Regions from separate parts of the Mus musculus genome. Here all the other regions are linked to region 1. A link is a contact called in public Hi-C and HiChIP or PLAC-seq data. All regions are on one chromosome and are shown on one strand. Each heading gives the region's core, a stretch centred on a gene start, on an enhancer-like site or on the middle of the called end of the contact. The rest is flanking DNA. Distances are from core to core; before and after follow the strand shown. Region 1 holds the start of Pf4 (platelet factor 4). Region 2 has its middle 32 kb from the start of Gm36084. Region 3 has its middle 29 kb from the start of Cxcl1. Region 4 has its middle 15 kb from the start of Gm36084.

The links. Hi-C and Micro-C count contacts between places; a contact is called where the count stands out from the background. HiChIP or PLAC-seq counts read pairs in DNA pulled down with a chosen protein or histone mark.
Region 2: a contact with region 1 is called in an H3K27ac HiChIP or PLAC-seq map of embryonic fibroblasts, with 29 read pairs. The contact joins the enhancer-like site here to the promoter of Pf4 in region 1. A contact is called at or near these places in 16 of 39 promoter capture datasets (the 3T3-L1 cell line, 3T3-L1-derived adipocytes, the C10 cell line and 11 more), 1 of 15 datasets of contacts at CTCF or cohesin (the G1E-ER4 cell line), 25 of 484 Hi-C or Micro-C datasets (the 3T3-L1 cell line, 3T3-L1-derived adipocytes, the C2C12 cell line and 17 more), 12 of 115 datasets of contacts at active chromatin or transcription factors (the HPC-7 cell line, the NIH/3T3 cell line, bone marrow-derived dendritic cells and 9 more) and 2 of 9 other capture datasets (adipose tissue and bone marrow-derived macrophages).
Region 3: a contact with region 1 is called in an H3K4me3 HiChIP or PLAC-seq map of bone marrow-derived macrophages, with 3 times the contacts expected there. The contact joins the enhancer-like site here to the promoter of Pf4 in region 1. A contact is called at or near these places in 7 of 39 promoter capture datasets (the 3T3-L1 cell line, 3T3-L1-derived adipocytes, liver and 2 more), 1 of 15 datasets of contacts at CTCF or cohesin (the NIH/3T3 cell line), 7 of 484 Hi-C or Micro-C datasets (the 3T3-L1 cell line, the AML12 cell line, the C2C12 cell line and 3 more), 4 of 115 datasets of contacts at active chromatin or transcription factors (bone marrow-derived macrophages, embryonic fibroblasts, fibro-adipogenic progenitors and 1 more) and 4 of 9 other capture datasets (adipose tissue, bone marrow-derived macrophages, liver and 1 more).
Region 4: a Hi-C map of bone marrow-derived macrophages shows a contact between it and region 1, with 3 times the contacts expected there. The contact joins the enhancer-like site here to the promoter of Pf4 in region 1. A contact is called at or near these places in 8 of 39 promoter capture datasets (the 3T3-L1 cell line, the C10 cell line, the HPC-7 cell line and 4 more), 11 of 484 Hi-C or Micro-C datasets (the 3T3-L1 cell line, the HL-1 cell line, bone marrow-derived dendritic cells and 6 more), 7 of 115 datasets of contacts at active chromatin or transcription factors (the HPC-7 cell line, bone marrow-derived dendritic cells, bone marrow-derived macrophages and 4 more) and 4 of 9 other capture datasets (adipose tissue, bone marrow-derived macrophages, liver and 1 more).

What each region holds. Positions count from the first base shown.
Region 1 is chr5:90,771,168-90,773,706 of GRCm38.p6, forward strand. It overlaps Pf4 (platelet factor 4), which reads left to right and starts at 1,268. Exons shown (of 3, transcript NM_019932.4): 1 at 1,268-1,511; 2 at 1,745-1,877; 3 at 2,006-2,216. The coding sequence starts at 1,415. The coding sequence ends at 2,093.
Region 2 is chr5:90,682,036-90,684,574 of GRCm38.p6, forward strand. No RefSeq gene overlaps it. Among named protein-coding and RNA genes, the nearest start is that of Gm36084, 32 kb to the right of the region's middle. Within about 2 kb of position 1,271, at least 32 of the 459 cell types and tissues checked have an H3K27ac peak or open chromatin away from gene starts, as enhancers often do. A contact at or near this core is called in the C2C12 cell line, the G1E-ER4 cell line, the HPC-7 cell line and 5 more, where this site is marked.
Region 3 is chr5:90,860,830-90,863,368 of GRCm38.p6, forward strand. No RefSeq gene overlaps it. Among named protein-coding and RNA genes, the nearest start is that of Cxcl1, 29 kb to the right of the region's middle. Within about 2 kb of position 1,267, at least 8 of the 459 cell types and tissues checked have an H3K27ac peak or open chromatin away from gene starts, as enhancers often do. A contact at or near this core is called in the HL-1 cell line and bone marrow-derived macrophages, where this site is marked.
Region 4 is chr5:90,699,083-90,701,621 of GRCm38.p6, forward strand. No RefSeq gene overlaps it. Among named protein-coding and RNA genes, the nearest start is that of Gm36084, 15 kb to the right of the region's middle. Within about 2 kb of position 1,264, at least 21 of the 459 cell types and tissues checked have an H3K27ac peak or open chromatin away from gene starts, as enhancers often do. A contact at or near this core is called in bone marrow-derived macrophages and granulocyte-monocyte progenitors, where this site is marked.

The DNA.
Region 1 (2,539 bases), core at 18-2,517:
TAACTATGTAAATGTCCATAAACATGTGATAAAGCAGTGAACAGAGTCTCTAGCCATTTTCATTAGCTTCGCTCCAATTATTAAAACCAGCCGTGCCTCTCTGAGGCAGTCTCTCTCTGAAAGCCAACAAGCCTGGATCTTACTGTGGCACTCATTACACTGTGCTTCTTCTTCTTGAGGTGAGAGCATCTTTTACTCTTGTGCACCTGAACTGGATTCTTTTCTTTAAATGGAGAGAAAGGCTGCCTTGCCTGACGTCATTGCCTGAATTCCTTGACTCTGCAAATGCTGAAATCTTTGGCCAAGGCTGCACAGAAGAGTCCCTTGCTGTCCAGATTCAAATCCTCTTATCCATTCTTTTTTGTTTTTTGGTTTTTGTTTTTTTGCTGACTCAGCAGGGGCCTCAAGTTTCAGTTCCCTAAACGCATAGGATTTATAGCATGGTTTGCAGTAGCCATTGTAGTCTATGCTGAGTATTCAGAAATGTATGTCCCAGGGAATTATGCTTGACTGTATCACTACACATGAGGGACAGATACAGGGGCACATAATTATCACCATATACGGCATAAATTAATAAAGAGATCTCCAACTGTTCCAGAAAACTCTTTTATCTAGTCTTTACCAGGATAGAGCTGAGTAGAGAAATAGCTAGACTCAAAGATTTTACCAAAGGAATGCATTCACTACTTCGGTGATTTTTCTAAAGAGTCGTGGGGACAGCAGACCCTGCTTCCTGCAGTAGCTTGGACTGCAGTCAGAAGAGCCTCCAGAATTTCATGCAAGAGGCTCGGGAGAGCTTCCGGATGAGGGTGAAAGTCAGAAGTCATCGCCTAGACATTAACTTTCATCTTTTTAGTGGCAGAAAATAAATTTCCAACCCCACATCTCCAACCCCACAGCGGTCAGCCTCACCACAATCGGCAGGAAGAGTGACAGTGGCTTTGGAGTTACGTGACTGGAAGCCAAGAAGGCAACACATTGATACTGAAGGTGTGTGTTCTGCAAACCCGATGGCGATCTCAGAAAGTTCTCTGCCCCATACAGCATACCTTTTGCTAAATTCCAAGTCCTACTGTTTCTCACTCTGTAATTGTTGATATCAATTCACATTGGAGATGTGGATCCTGCTGCCAGCTACTAGTCAAGACAGCTGGCCTCAGCTTTTTTTTTTTTTTTTTTCTGCTCTGTTTTATTTTAATCTTGGCTGGCCAGATCCCAATTACTGTTCCACAAGTGTCATTGCTTCTGCAGAGCACTTCCTCATCCTGTATCCTGGGTTTCCGGACTGGGCAGGCAGTGAAGATAAAACGTGCTTGGGAAGTCCCAGGAGCTGCTGGCCTGCACTTAAGAGCCCTAGACCCATTTCCTCAAGGTAGAACTTTATCTTTGGGTCCAGTGGCACCCTCTTGACATGAGCGTCGCTGCGGTGTTTCGAGGCCTCCGGCCCAGTCCTGAGCTGCTGCTTCTGGGCCTGTTGTTTCTGCCAGCGGTGGTTGCTGTCACCAGCGGTGAGATTGGGTGAAGGGATGCTAGGGACAGGAAGACAGTTCAGGAGCCTCAGGTGCGGGGAGGTGAACTCTGATGACATCGGGTCATATTGTATGGGCTTTCCACCTGCCTTCCGAGGGGAAGGCGATGCTGTAACCAAGCCTGTGGAAAGGTCCAGAGGTACCACACCGGCAGATGATAGGGTCATCGCTATCTCTTCTACTCCCCTCTTCTTCTCCCCGTTTACCCTCAGCTGGTCCCGAAGAAAGCGATGGAGATCTTAGCTGTGTGTGTGTGAAGACCATCTCCTCTGGGATCCATCTTAAGCACATCACCAGCCTGGAGGTGATCAAGGCAGGACGCCACTGTGCGGTTCCCCAGCTCATGTGAGTCCTGCCCACATCCCCCAGGCCCGTCCTCTCCTCTGCTACCTGTTCCTTCCCATCTCTTCCCTTCTTCCAACCAAGGATCTGTAAAGCAATTCCTTCCCTTTCCCCTCTTTCCCCTCTGACAGAGCCACCCTGAAGAATGGGAGGAAAATTTGCCTGGACCGGCAAGCACCCCTATATAAGAAAGTAATCAAGAAAATCCTGGAGAGTTAGGTATCAGCTGCCTAAATGTCAATTGTGTTACAAGACTCCTGGAATCTTGTCTACTTTTAATGTAACTGCAATCTTCCGATGTTTATATTATCCTTCAAGATTTAAATAAATGCATTGAACCAAGTTGTCATAAAGTCAAGCTATTTTTGTAATGAAGCCAAAAAATGTGTCATGAGTAAGGAAACATCTCCAAAACTTTAAGTATTTTTGATGGGAGGTTTGGTCTAAGAACTGAATTTGCTTGGTGTTACTGGTTGTACGGCAGCTGATGAATATTTGCATATATACTTAATTACATAGTCTCCTGGTTACACTTCGGTTTTGTGTTGTAATTAGCTTTGTCAAAAAAACAGGAAGGGGGCTCAACATAGTGAGTTGCCTTTGAAAATAAGCACCTAAATCAAACTTTGATTCAATTTTCTCAAGATTATCATAAAAATTAAAAT
Region 2 (2,539 bases), core at 21-2,520, 89 kb before region 1:
TTTAAGGCAGAGCCTTGTGACTCATGCTACGATACTGGCACCAATTTTGCTGACAGCATCTGTGGGAAATGCTCATATAACTGAATATAGACACAACACAATCCACTTGAGGGTAAGCAAACACAGTTACAGGTTCTCGGGAGGAGAGATGCAAAAGTACTCTGAGGTCACCTTACACAAGTCATTGTTTGAAACTGTTTTTAACATGGCTACCGTGTTCATCTCTGTGTCAGGTTCCCAAGCAATACGACTTGTTCTTAATAAGCAAAACGCATCTCCATTCAAAGTCTGGCTTTGTTGGTGACTTCTTTTTAGTGGACTCTGTCACATTCATATGTTAAAATTTGAAATGCTGTTGTTTTGCAGCTCTCCCTATGTAATGTTTGATGGTATGAAATCCATGGGATCTGATTATTCTACAGAAAGTGAAGACATGCCCACCCCAGGAGTGTTTGTGTACATTTGGTACAGAACTACATGACACCTTGTTGGGAGACTTAATTGAACAACCAACAAAAACTAAATGTTATAAACTCAACTGTGCAGTGATATAGCTGTGCAGTGAGCAGGCACATTATTTTCACAATGATCAAGACATAAGTGGTAGACATCTTGAAGAAATCAAGAATGGAAGTGAGTTCAGGGAATCCACTTTGGACTAAAATTTCATGAATGTGCTTTCAGAGAATCCAACTGTGACTCACATTTTTCTTTAGAAGAAAAATTCATGGTCAATAACTTTTTTTCTTCTTAAATTTTTTAATTAATACTTCAAGAACTCGAATGCTATTATAGCAATCTACTGTGAATAAAGAGGCATGGATGGAAGTCATTTGACATCCTTGTCCCACACTGCAACTGTCAACAGCATTGCCATCTTGGAGAATATCTGCCCCTTCGTATTTGATGGAGAACTTGGATTATCTCTATTCTCTACAAGCACACGATCTAAGTCCCTCCTTAATATTACACATATTTTGTATTACTCTTTAATATCCAGGAATGAAATACAGAAGCAGTATGATCTGTATGTGTGCTTAATTTTGTGAAAGTCAATATAATACCTTAACTGTTCTACAGGGAGTGTGCAATGCAAAGGGGAGTAAAACAACTTACAGCTAAATAATATACATCTTGCTACATGAACTTCAGTATTGCTATACTGCAAAACATGGTGAATCAGCTAGAAACCTTTAACTGAGTGCACAAGACTTTAGTTCTTGAGAAGGTAGGCGGTTCAGCCGCCATTTCACACAGGAAGTTCAAAATGACAGATGAGAAGTCTGAGTGTGGATACGCCAAATAAAGAGCTGAGGTGAGTGATAACAGGCCAGGCTGGTTTACAGATGACAAAAGGAGGGATGCAAACACAGTTAAGTAAGTGTGCACTTCTTTGACAGCTTTATTTACTGTGTCTTTGTAAAATGCTTATCTTAATCTTGATGGCTTTATTACTTCATTTGGGAAGAAATAAAATGTTGGCAGAGTGAGCACATTGGCATGAGATATGATATGGGGGAGATATGAGGCATAGACAGTCTACGTGTTGGGGGATGTAGTGTGGCCAGGAGACATCTCCTGCATCCAGGGAGCTAAGGTGCGGTTCAGTTATCTGGAGCCGGGCTCTGACAGAAAGTTTAATTCAAAGAAAGGGGCAAGGGAAAGACTGAGTTGATAGACCGTGGAGACCAAGCAAGGCTGGAGCAAAGCAAGGGCATAAAGAAATAAATGGTAGTTAAAATATGAAGGACAGAGAACTGCAGGATATTTAGATCTCACAGTGCAGATGACTCAAGTGGTGTTTATGAAGATGAAATTCTAGAAGTTTCATGCTAATGGCAACCACCCAATGATCCGATAACTCTTCTTCCTACGTTCTGGTTTCTTACTGTAACATTCCCAGGGGATTCTTTTACTCTCTTCCATATGGCCAATTCAGGATTGCATGTAGTCACTTATGAAAACTAACCCCCCAAAATCTGTCCAGTAATTAAAATATCAGAAAATGAAAAACTTATGGTTTCTATGAACGTCATTATGTTTGCATTCTGTCTGTTTCTTTGTCTGTGGTCCATGAATTTGCTGTCTTGGAATCCTACAGGTCCAATTTTTTTCTTTTGTCATTATATTTGCCAAAACATATGGCAACTGTAAAAGTATTTTTTACTCTTTTGAGTTAATTGTTATCTCTGAGGCTTGTTGCCTCTGTCTGCTAACCTATAACCTATAAGCTTCTAGCCTCTGTTCAATTCAATCTAGACCTAGAATGCTTTCAGCCTCTGAGACTTACTGGCTTTCTAGTTTTTTCCAAACTGTGGCAGGCTGGTTCAACTCAGCTGTTCTGACTCAAACTCTTCTTCAAGCTGACTGATTCAAATTGGCTCCTCTCAGTTTCTGACTGAATTGTTCTGCTTGGCCTCATACTAACCTTCCTACTATGTTCTAACCTTCTGGCTCCTTCTCATTCTCTGGTTCATTCTGTGTTCACCTATGTCTACCTCATTCTCTCTTCATCCTGTCTCTATAAAACTCTTCCATT
Region 3 (2,539 bases), core at 17-2,516, 90 kb after region 1:
AAGGAGTCACTCTACAAGCTAACATCTTAGACCCTAACTGACATTGCACATGATGGAACACTGGAGCTTTCTGGGTCTTCAAATGCTGCTGTACTATTTTTTGAAAATAGCAAGTGGACACTTTTCAGTTACTCTGTGCAGACAGGTGCAAGGTAGCTCGATGCTCAAATGATGCAAAGTTGAAAGTCTAAAATGTTCTGCTAGTTGAGCAAATTAAATCAGCTCAACTTCTAACCCAAGATAATGAAACTATAGCATAGGTACTAAGGACAGAGAGACACAGTATTGATGGAGGTTCAGGGGTTCATCAGTAGTAGCAATAGCTTGTTTCAGTAGATTCAGTGGTCAAGCAAATGCAGGTTAGATTAGATACCCAGTGAAGGCGAGTGGGAACTGTGATTACTCACTTACTGCTATTTTTTTTGGTTCCACACCCCAATTTATGCTTAATCTCCATCATAGCTATAATGAAGAGCTGTAGCCAACCTCAGGTTCATGCCACATGGGTTCTTGCCCATCAAACAATAAGCATGTTTCTACACTCTGTGTCAATCTCCCCAAGGCACTAAGGTCTACTTAACTCGTGTGCAAGATATACAGGAAAGGATGAAAGTTAATACCCCTTGAAACCTCATAAACTTGGCAAAAGGATGGATGGCCCCAGACCCTGCATGAGATTTGGAGGCATGGTGTGACCCTTAGTAATCCCAAGGGCATGGAAATGATGTTACCCATTATGGCCATTCTTAAGACACACGCACGTCACTGACTAACACTAATTACGTATCATACTAATAGTTCTCATTGTTTGACCTCTCCCATGCCTCACATTAATGCTCTGGATGCCCCCAACAATCAGCTACAAGGACCCAAGTCCTTGACAGGGTTCTGACTTCGCAGAATAAAAACTGTAATGACAGGCTTTATCAAAAAGTATCTTACGTCTTTAGAGACTTGTTTTCTCCTTTTATTTTAATTTGCTTTGCGTTTCTTTAGTTCTTTGTTTTCTTCTCTCTTTGGAAATAGCCAGTTACCCCAAAACATCAGTTTTCGTTTACCTTCAAGATGGTATCAGTGCTGTTCCCGGTGGCCCTTTCCTAATGCACATGTTATAACAATGTTAAGAGGCCACCACAAGTCTGGGACATGCTTAGCACTTGCTCGAGAGGATGCACTTTATATTTATGCTTCCTCAAATCGCTGCATGTCCTGTGGTTAGTTGTGTTTACAGCATCCGACTGTGAGTTAAACACTGCAGTGCGGTCTACCTCTAGAAAAGACCAGACAATGAATCAGAGATCTTTGATTCCTTTTTACAGTTCTGCTCATTGGATTGAGCAATCCCTTGTCCTTCCTTTTCCAATTTCTCAATCTGCAATGGAGCCAGACAGCACTTTTTTTCTGTATCCCAGATTAAAGGGATCAACTTTAATATCACTGAGAGCCTTTAAGGTCATCAGGAATGGGCCTAAGCCCACCATACTTTCTTGTGTTTAAAAATCTAAGTATGATTGTTAGTTGGGGTTTGATGTGGTTGGGATATGCTTAACTATAGAGAGAGAACAATTTTGCACCTTTATTTAATAAGTGAAATGTATCATGAGTCACCTGCTTTTGAAAATAAGGGTGAATTTCTTCCATTGAAAGTATGAATTCACAGGAAATGTACAATGGAATGTAATTGTATACACAATACAATATCATAAATCTCCCATTAAAGCTGCATGCGAAACTTCAGATTGGGAAGAGGTGGGTGGGAGCAGAGGCTGCCGTTAGCTTCAGAGCTTATTTCTTGCATTTGCTTTATTGCATGGGAAGGCATGCTTGTATATGACTGCAGTTTTGTACTACACAGTGTTCCAGATTTGTGGTTTTATGATATTGCCTAGAAGTAGTCTGTACATGACACACACTGGTCACAGAAAATGAAAAAAAAAAACAAAAAACAAAAAACAAAAAACAAGAAACCATCAAGCCAATACTGACCTAAAAGCATCTGCCTTTCTAGCTAGCTTTCTCAGTGCTGGAAGGTGATACACAGGCTGTTGGGGTCAGGGGGAGAGGCCAGCAAGATTCTTGTTTATCTATGATTCCTACCAGCTACAGTGTGACTGACCTGGAAAAATATGCCAATTGGTGAAGTAATGGCTTGTACTTGTAAGGGCAACTGTCAGCTTTCTGATAACCTTTACCGACTGTGCCTTAAAGGAGAGAACTTATATCTGGCACTGTAAACCTGGCCAAGAGTCTATGCTGTATTGCTAAATGGACCTAACATCAAATTCCCTTCTTAATATGTTTCTCTACATACATAGACTAGTGAAGCTCTCAGCATCCATTAGGAGCTTCTTATGGTAACACAGAGACTCACAACTAGTCAATGTTCAGAGAAAAAATGATTGTGGAGGGCCAAGCCATGAGCACCTATGTCACCCCATTCCCCACAAGACTCAGGAAACATTGTAACAGCCAGAAGTCTGGGAGGACTGTTGCAGGATAGTGATGTAGAGACAAAGCCATTGTATTTGTGAACTCACAA
Region 4 (2,539 bases), core at 14-2,513, 72 kb before region 1:
TTGCTTGGGTGCACACTGGGTGGTCTGTTGTTATGGTCCTAGAAAAAAGGCCAGGGTATTTGAGGAAGTTAGACCTGGAAGGAATCCATTAAGTGTTGTACGTATTAAAGAAAGCAAAGGGAAGAGCCGAGGAAGAAATAACATGTTAATTATGTATCTGGGATAGGCAGTAACAGCTTGTCTGTAAAAGGAAACTGGTTGTTAGTTAAGGATCCAATAATGGTTATTGACATAGTTGGTTTGACCTGTGGGAGTAGATTCAATATGATCTTTGAAGTTTAAAAGAAATTTTAAACCAATTGAAAAATTTTAAGGCAATTTTTTTGAAGGCAGGAACATTGTTTCAGGTATTCCTCTTAGGGAGAAAAACAAACATTTAAATAAAGAAGCATGGGAGTTTTGGGTTAAAAGGCATGAACATCATTTTAGCTGTTCCTGTTAGGGAGAAGAACAAGCAGTTAAATGAAGTCTGAAATTTTTGGGGTTAAGGGTTTTAGGTGTGTTTATTCTGAAATTTCAGCAGCGAGATCTTATCTATTGTCCTTGCCTGGGGGCCAGGGGAGGGAGTTGCCTAGGTGGAGTCGGGGAGAGGCCTGCTCTGCCACACTGAGGCTGTCTGTGGCTTTCTGTTCTAACAGGTAGGTCCCTGTCCCACTCTGCCCCTTCCCTGCTTGCTTTTCTTGGCTGGTGTTGCTAGAAGGCAGGATGTGTTGCTTTTTGTATACCTTAAAGGCAAAGCAGAAAGAGAAGAAACGTAGGAACTTGGTGGAACCTTATAGGCCGGGATGGGGAGGGTGAGAGGCAACACCCATAGCTGCTCTCTATATGCCTTTCTAGCCGCAGCAGCAGTAGCTGGCTGGGTGGTGCGAGAGAGTGAGCACACCGGCCCTATCTTGGCCCCCTGCACTTTAGAGTCTTTTACATTTATTTATCTGTCTTAGGACTGGGCAAATAATTTGGGTCCACAAAGCAAAATGCAAGAATATGACATGAGCAGACAGATGTCAGCTGAAGTGAACACTGGGGTCACGTTGAAGGCAGTTAGGGGGTCACTATAGCCCACACTGGTGACATGCCACCGTCCTCAAGAGCAACCTGTTCAGCCTAGCTCACCGATTTTAAAGTAACACACACTTGAAGTTTGACTGTAAATATACAAAATGTAACTTTTTTTTTTTCTTTTTAAATCTACAAGGGAAGACATACTGCAAACACATCATGGCTAATACTTTGAGAAACCACAACTTTCCACACAGGATTTGATTGAGGAAGTTTAAGGATGAAGTCATTGACCTAGGCCATTTCTCCAAATAAGACTGTAGTGTGGAGGTTCCTCATGTAATGCGTCACTGAGGACTCGTAAGAATCGGTAAAGAACAGATCGCCTACTTTAGAAGGTGGGAATTGGGTGGCTTTTGCAAAGTCATGGACCAGCTGAGCAAGTCAGCGCTCTCTGGTGTGGCTAGTTTACATTCAGGGAGAGAAGTCGAATGAAATAATTTTATTTCATTATCAACTTTTACTACTAAAAAGACTTCACTATTTGAGGTTTATTTGGACTTGTGGGCATGTACAAGGTATTTGAGCAGTTAAGAAGTTTATCAGAACCACTCTGGAAATCAGTTTGGCAGATCCTCAGATTGGACATAGTACTACCTGAGGACCCAGCAATACCAATCCTGGGCATATACCCAGAAGATGCTCCAACAGGTAATAAGGACACATGTTCCACTATGCTCATAGCAGCCTTATTTATAATAGCCAGAAGCTGGAAAAAACCCAGATGTCCCTCAACAGAGGAATGGTACAGAAAATGTGATACATTTATACAATGAAGTACTACTCAGCTATTAAAAACAATGAATTTATGAAATTCCTAGGCGAATGGATGGATCTGGAGGAAGTCATCCTGAGTGAGGTAACCCAATTTACAGAAGAACACACATGATATGCACTCACTGATAAGTGGATATTAGCCCAGAAGCTTGGAATACCCAAGATACAATTCACAAACCACATGAAACTCAAGAAGAAGGAAGACCAAAGTATGGATACTTTGAGCCTTCCTAGAAGGGGGAACAAAATATTCATGGAGGGAGTTACAGAGACAAAGTGTGGAGCAGAGAATGAAGGAAGGACCATCCAGAGACTGCCCCACCTGGGGATCCATCCCATATACAACCACCAAACCCAGACACTATTGTGGATGACAAGTGCTTGCTGAAAGGAGCCTGATATAGCTGTCCCCTGAGAGGCTCTGCCAGTGCCTGACAAATACAGAAGTGGATGCTCATAGCCATCCATTGGACTGAGCCCAGGGTCCCCAGTGAAGGAGCTAGAGAAAGGACCAAAGGAGCTGAAGGGATTTACAGCTTCATAGGAGAAACAACAATATGAACTAACCAGTAACCCCAGAGCTCCCTGGGACTAAACCACCAACCAAAGAGTACACATGGTGGGACTCATAGCTCCAGCTATATATGTGGCAGAGGATGGCCTAGTTGGTCATCAGTGGGAGGAGAGGCCCTTGGTCCTGTGA